Linked DNA regions of Mus musculus: region 1 is linked to region 2. A link is a contact called in public HiChIP or PLAC-seq data. All regions are on one chromosome and are shown on one strand. The core of a region is the stretch at or near the end of the contact, and the rest is flanking DNA. Distances in the headings are between cores, read along the strand shown.

Region 1 (3,844 bases), core at 361-2,860, 490 kb after region 2:
GTATATATACATGCATGAGGAAGCTTGAGGACAACTTCCAGTGTTGTTCTCCATCAGGCGCCATCTTCCCTTTTTTGAGACAGGGTCTCTCACTGGGACCTGGAGCCCACAGACTAGGCTGGACCGGCTGGCCAGTGTGTCCTGGAGGTCCTCTCCCACATCCCGCATCCTAAGAATAGGAGTAAATGACACCATTCCTTGTTTCTTATGTGCATCCTAGGGTTGGAACTCGGGTTCTCGAACCTGCACAGCATTCCTTTACAGAAAGCCGTCTCTCCAGGCCTTACTCCATCCTTTAAACTGCCACCAGAGAGCTCAGGATACAGGGCTTGCCTAGCATATGAGGCCCTTGGTACAGTCCTCCACACCAGACCCTCCAGCAGAACTAAACAAAACGACAACAAACAGAAACAGTCTGGGAGAACAGAGGCTACTGCTCTCGCCAGCTGTCCCAGCCTGTCTGGGTGGGTCTGTGTTGGGCAACATGACCTCTAGCGAGAATCTTCTGTTCTAGCCTGGTTTCACAAGGTCTGGGTAGCCACGATGCTTGTGACTAGACTGTTAGGCTAACAGGAGCCGTGCCTCTCCAAAGCCCTGACTGCTCCATACTCAGCTTATTAGCTAATGCTGGCCAGAAGACAGGTTCAGACTCTTCCTCACATCGTGTGTGTGTGTGTGTGTGTGTGTGTGTGTGTGTGTGTGTGTGTGTGTATGTGTTTCTTAAGAAGGTAAATACAAGTCCCTTTCAGACACATTGGAGCTATCAACACAAATGAAGTACCATGTCCTAGGAGGTCACATATCAAATTAAAGGTGTTTCTGTACCCTTCTCTGGGCCCCAGCCATTCTAAGTAATGGATTTACAGAGGATGGTTGCTGAGATCTGGGGTGTTCTTAAGTTGGGGCCCATCTCTTCTCAGCATCTCCATTTCCTTGAGTTGCTCTGAAGTACTTCCTGTCTCTTTATCTGGTGGCCACATGTTTTTCTAGACTGTTCTATCCAACAAATACCGAAGTCCAAAGCAGACTATGTAACTAGGTAGCCATAACCGATTCCATGTTTTAGAAAAGCAGAGAGAAGGGCACACATATTCTGACCTGCATGCTCTAGAACCCAGATGTCACCTCCATAGTTAAACTGTGAGGAGAAAGGGGGCTGACTACTTGTCCGGTCAGATTTCAGGGCCACTTGTCACCCTGGGGTGAGAGCTATCTTCATCAGAGCCCCTAAGTGTCCCTCTACAGAACTCTAGGCTTCACTCACTATAGGCAGCAGCCTCCCCCAGTACCTGACAGAAAGAAAAAATAAATCCCCCAGCCCTTGAAGGCCCTCCCTTGACAACTCTCTTTCCAGCCACCCCCTTCTTTTTTAAAATAAAATGTTCGTTTACATGTGACGACCTCATGGCTCTCTCTCGCCTACAAATAGCCCTGAGTATGGGGCTGCTCACTTTTAAGAACTAAACAACGTCAGAGAGTCTCTGGCGAGCCACTTGGAACGTCTTTCTATTCAGGAACTGAATAAGTATTTTATAGACACAGCACAGGCACAGATGGCTTGCTTTTAGACAAGAAGAGCCTTAGACAGCAGGTTGCGTCAGACTCAGGGCTTGCTTAGCTCATCCCAAACCCGTCCTTGCTGCATCGAACTCAGAGAGATACCTGCACGCAGGTGGCCCAGTGCGTGCCCTGCAGTGGGCGGTGGCTGCTTTGCTAATGGCTGGGACAGGGTCCACTAGCCTTACACTGCTGTAGCGGCTGCAGCTAATGATGCTAACTGCTGGGTCCAAATGACTTCAGAAGCACCAATCCTGGCCTACAGACCTAGAAATGTCAGTTGCGTTTGTCTCACTAAATCACACGGGGCAGCTCAGAACCCAGAGAGGGCCCTGCGGTGTCTTTTCTTGCTTCCTCCCTCCTTACTTTCATAGATCTTTAGAACACACACTGAGCCTTCTTTGTTCTTTCAGTATGTTGTCTGAGGAGTTTCAAACGCAGACTCCTACCCCAGATCTCTTCTGACAAGACTCCCCACCCCCCATAGGAGCATCACTGAACACTTGGAACTTGATCTCTAAAGGGTGTAGCCAAACATGAGATGTCACCTCTCTGAGCCTTGCTTCCTACTTGGCCTGGGGACTGTGAGGTCCTCCCTCTATCCACCGCTCACTGCTGTATAAATGTGGCAGTAGGTGTTATATACTGCGGGTTTGTTACCCATCCTTGTATGTGGCTCTGAGTGTTTCAGGGATGCCTTTTGGTTTAAGGCCTGGAAGAAGAGTAATGTAGCTTGACTCAAAAGCAGCAAATGTTAAAGGACACCTCTGATCAAGCAGGGGAACTGGTCTGGGCCGCCCGGGCTCCTCAGTAAACCACAAAGCACTGCACGGCTCACTCAGCATTATCGCTACCTCAGCTCATGTCACCCTTGTTCACTAACACCTCTGAGGGAAGCCAAGTGAGGATCATGATCACATGATCATGCTAGACCACGGGGACAGCAGTTTAGAGAATCACCGTGCCATCACCACCTTCCCAGGCCTCCCTGCGTGTGTCACATTGTCAATGGTTCCATGTTGACAGTGCCCTCTCATGGAAGGCCACTGATTGTCCCTGGACAGTCTCCCATTATGTCTACCCTGTGGCAGGCATTCACTCTAGGGTGGAATACGGGAGTCATTTTACAGAGCCAAAAAGCATATTGGTGACATATGCTGCTTGGGAGACCTAGTGAAGGGACCACATGGCAGTGAGGTGGCTGAACCTGGGACAGTAATTGGTACCCCTGGGTGTCTCACAGTGATCCTCCTCACCCCGAACCCAAACAGAAGGCTGGTCTTGTCTTGCTTCATCACTTAAACCCCACCCCAACCCCTGAGACGCACACCCCCTATAACTGCTAAGAGTGCTCTCTCCACAGTTTCATGATGACAACCAGTACAACCATTATTCAGGTGACAAGTACATCTCATGTTCACTTAAAAACTGTCCCCCTCCCCATGGGGCTGGAGAGGTGGCTCAGCGGTGAAGAGCATTGATTGCTCTTTCATAGGACGCTGGTTCCGTTCCCAGCATCCGCGCAGCAGGTCACAGCTATCTGTCTGTAAGTTCAGATCTAGCAGATCTGATGCTTTCTTCTGGGTTCTGTAGGCGTGGTATGCACATGCCACACAAACACACAAGCAGGCAAAACACCCATACACACAGAATAAAATACAAATGAATCTAAAAATTAAATTAAATTAAACTGCCCCCCCTCCGGCTGGAGGTGTATTTCAGCGTCCCAGTGATAGAGTACTTGCCAATCCCCATATCTTCCAGCACTCAAAAAATAAAATAAAATAAAATAAAAACAAAAACAAAAACAAAAACTAAAAACATCTTTCACAATGTCACAGAGAAAATGTCAACCGGGGCTCCTTGAGCACTTATAGCCATCTACAAATCCATAAGCATCCTGCTGGTACCCAAGTCATCACTCGGACCTCAGCTCTGGGAGGCAGAAAGTAGAGCAGAGGTAGCGACAGACGGTAAGAAATCTCTACCATGGGCAGCAATGAGCTAAGGACACTACAGGCTTCGTGCATCGCGCCCACAGCTCAGAAACTGCAACTGCCATCAGTTCCATTTTACAGATGAAGAAACTGAGGACTGGAAGAGATGAGGAGATCTGCCTGACGTTCCCCGGCTGGCAAGTGGCGGTGTCTATGTGGTGCACTGTAAGGAGAAAAGTTGCTCAGGAGAGAAGTGCCTGAAGTTCAAGGGCCTAGGATAGGGGTGAGGCACGTGTGTCTTGGTATTTGACCTTCCATCTCAGCAGGAACAAAAAGTCAAGATGAGTTGC
Region 2 (3,814 bases), core at 809-3,308:
CTTGTGTGTGGCCCACGGGGACATTAATGAAGATGGTGTGGGTAACGTGCAGAGAGATGTGCCAGCATTTGTATGACCAGGAAGAACTTTGTGAACCCCTGTTTTCCAAATGACCAGTGCATGAGGTTATAAAGTCATCCAGCCAGGACTTGATCTACTCCCAGGATCTAGCAGGCAGAGAAAGGCAGCTCTCTGTCAGACCAGCTGGCCTGCTCTACATCGCTAGAATGTTCTAGGCCAAGCAGGGCTGCATAGTGAGACTCATGTCAACATACACACACACACACACACACACACACACACACACACACACACACACGCCATACCACAGCAAGCATTTGACATGAATCCACCCTCTTAGCGAAGGTTTGAAGGTACAACATGGTATCCCTAATGCCAGACTCCATGGTGCTTGGCAGATTTCTGGAACCTCTTCATCTTGCTTAACTGAAACTCGATACATATTAATTACCAACTTTATATTTCCCCTTCCGGGCCCCCCCTCTCCCTCCCCCGACAACAGTCACCATCCACTTCCCATCTCTTAACCATTAAGCATCTGTCACATGAAACAAGTTTGTGTGGCCTTTCAGGTTTTGTGGGGCTTACCTTGCTAGCTACAGTGCCGTCACGTCTCGTTCACATCTGCACATTTGGTTTCTCTCCTCTGGCAGTGCTGGGTTATATTCTTCAGTGTGGACACCACATTTTCATTTGCCATGTACCCATCCACAGACAGTTGGATGGTTTCTACATTGTGACTGTGGTCAACGGTGCTTCATTAAACATGGCAGAGCTGGGATTGCTTCAAGATTCCTCTTTTAGGTCTATCAGCTCATGACCTGCCTGGGCTATGAGAGCACACAGGTCACTCTTGCTTCATTGGTCAATAGGTGCGTACCTTGTGCAGATCTAACTCATCAGGTGTTGCCACAGGGGAACTGGAGTGTCCTTCCATGCTCTGTCTGGAATGTGGAGGAATTCAGTAGTACTGGGTGAACAATCGTGGCTTGGGAAGGGAAACACAGAGAATTGCAGCTATGCCCTGGGCCAGTCAGGCATCTGGGCTTCTAGCCATTCTCTTCCATTGCCCCAGTCTCCATCTACTGAAAGCTCACTCAACAGTCCTGTGTCTTAGTTAGGCTTTGTTTGTTTGTTTGTCTGTTTTGTTTTGTCAACTTGACTAAGCTAGAGTCGTCTGAGAAGCAGGAAACTTACCTGAGAATCTGCCTCCCTCAGGCTGGCCTGTAGGCAAACCTGCAGGGCATTCTCTTCATTGATAATTGATGTGGGCAAGCTCTGTCCGCTGTAGAGGATGTCATCCCTCGGCAGGTGGTCCTGGGCTATATAAGGAAACAAATTGATGAAGTCAGGAGCAAGCCAGGAAATAGCATTCACCCAGGGCCTCTACTTTAGTTCCTGCCTCAGGGTTCCGCCTTGAGTTTCTGCTCTGACCTCCCTGCATGATAGACCAAGAGCTGTAACGTGAACTAAACCCTCCAACCTCTGAGTTGTTTTCAGTCAGAGTGTCTACCACAGCAGTAGAAACCTAGCCAGTATACCCTGTTTTAACTCCAAAACAGCAATCCACGACTAGATGCCAGGGAAGTTCATGTGTGGTCCATGGGCTGAGCCTCCTGCATGCACAAAGAGATACAGTACTCCCCTGTGGTCTCCCAGATGTGTGGGAGCAAGGGTCAAGTCTGGGGCAGCTCTCACCTCTCCTCATAACCTGTCTGCACCCTTCCATGTTAACATACTGTGAACGGAGCAGTAGTGACAAAACCAATCCATCACCCCTAAGCCGACACAAAGAGGAATAGAGAGGTTAACCGGAATTGATGACACCCCCTCTGGATTTTACACTGATTCGGCCGGCCTTAGGATTGAAATAGACAAAGATTTATAGGTCCGAGTGAGGACGCGGGCTCCTCTTGATTGCCTTGATTTTTTTTATGTGCTCCTGCATATTTATTCACAAGCTCATCACCGGCTTGTAGTGTTAGAATGCTGATTTGATTGTACATTGCGAGAGGAGCCGGCATTATGCAGCCATTTGCATGATGCTAGCCGAATCACTAGAATGGTGTCTGATATCGTCGGCCGGGGTGATCACTTCTCACCTGCCTGCAGAAGCCGGATTGTGTCATATATATATTTTTTTGAAAGTCAGATTTCCTTTTGCCTTTCTGAGTGTAAAAATAAAAAAGGGGAATTATTCTGTATCCCGTGGATGAGAAATTGTATTTTGTCATGCCTCGGAGGGCTACAGCAGTACTGGGCTTTTATGAAATCGTTTGATATCGGGGCCCCGCGTTTTGAGTTCTGACACAAATTCTTCCCCCATGACATTATTACTGAAAGTTTTTATCAGTCCATTGTGACAGAAAATTGATTATTATCCTTGACATTTGATGGATAGCTTTCATAAAAGTGTCTTTTTTATTTTTTTCCTAGGTTTTCACAGTGGCCTCTAAAGTCCTTCCTGACCAAAGGAAGGGGAAAAAAAATCCAAAACTTTCTCAAGACACAAAAATGATTTTCCTCAGTTCAAATGGAAACCGTCCTCTGGAATCTGAAGTACAGACCACTGCCTCAAGATGAAGGAGAAGCAAGGGTCTGAACTTGCCATCGCTTCCACCTGCTCCTCCCAGCAAAACGTCAGGGGGCAGCTGTATGGCAGTTCTGATCTCTCAGGGAAAGCTGAGCTGCATCTATGTCCCAAATCCATGATTTATCATGAGAGTCGATTGCTGGGTGTAATGGAAAAACCAAAAGTACCTTTTAGACTCATTCTGCACTCTGAGCCTGCTTAGGGACCATGCTCTCTTTGACTCTGTGTGTGTGTGTGTGTGTGTGAGAGAGAGAGAGAGAGAGAGAGAGAGAGAGAGAGAGAGAGAGAGAGAGAGAGAGAGACAGAGAGACAGAGAGAGACAGAGACAGAGAGAGACAGAGACAGAGACAGAGACAGAGACAGAGACAGAGACAGAGAGCTACCATCAGTGGTCAACTGCTCTCACCTTTCTGGGGTACAGAGACTGTTATCATCTGTTGCCTAGTTCATGGCTAACTGTATCATATTGACACATTTCATCATGGCTAGCAGCGCTGTTAAAAAGTTTGAAGGATTGCTAGCTTCACATAGGTCCTCCAGTGTAGTGGACAGGGGCACATCCCAACCTCACGTTCCATGATCGTTGCTTCTCTGTTTCCTGTCCCTCCCACAAGTGTGGTTCCTATAGACATAACAGAATTCCCTCCTTTGGCAACCTGATTTTAACTGAATTATGTTCTCAAATAAAAATATTCATATGCAAAGATATATATGGAAAGAGTGATTCTGGGGCATGGAGAGACGGCTCAGTAGTTAAGACGGCCTGCTATTCTTGAAGAGTACCCTGGTTCAGTTCCAAGCACCAACATGGTGGTTCCCAACAGTCCTTCACTCCATTTTCTGGGGTTCTGATGCCCCCTTCAGACATCTTTGGGTGTCAGGCATACACACAGTGCACAGACACAGATACATAAAATACAATAAATAAATAAATCCTAAAACCAAAGGAATAAAAGCCAATCAGACCAGAGTGGATCACCAGCCCCAGCAGTGGTCCAATCCTATCAATGTTTCTGAACCCCTCTAGTCTTACTGGATGTCCAGGAGATATAATGGCTTCAACCCAAGATGTCCTTAACAGGATTATGTTTTGAATACAGCTGTGTCTCTACCTTTAAGGCTGTAGAGGCAGGGCCTGGCTATAAATAGCCTGGCCATATGCTCTGCTTCTTGGTCCACCAACATTTGGAGAACTTCCTC

The links. HiChIP or PLAC-seq counts read pairs in DNA pulled down with a chosen protein or histone mark.
Region 1: an H3K27ac HiChIP or PLAC-seq map of SST interneurons shows a contact between it and region 2, with 10 times the contacts expected there. The contact joins two enhancer-like sites. A contact is called at or near these places in 3 of 115 datasets of contacts at active chromatin or transcription factors (SST interneurons, astrocytes and embryonic basal ganglia).

The regions. Positions count from the first base shown.
Region 1 is chr12:107,919,346-107,923,189 of GRCm38.p6, forward strand. The region is part of intron 3 of Bcl11b (B cell leukemia/lymphoma 11B); the gene reads right to left. Among named protein-coding and RNA genes, the nearest start is that of Bcl11b, 82 kb to the right of the region's middle. Within about 2 kb of position 1,611, at least 45 of the 459 cell types and tissues checked have an H3K27ac peak or open chromatin away from gene starts, as enhancers often do. A contact at or near this core is called in SST interneurons, where this site is marked.
Region 2 is chr12:107,427,838-107,431,651 of GRCm38.p6, forward strand. No RefSeq gene overlaps it. Among named protein-coding and RNA genes, the nearest start is that of Gm33236, 220 kb to the right of the region's middle. Within about 2 kb of position 2,059, at least 1 of the 459 cell types and tissues checked has an H3K27ac peak or open chromatin away from gene starts, as enhancers often do. A contact at or near this core is called in SST interneurons, where this site is marked.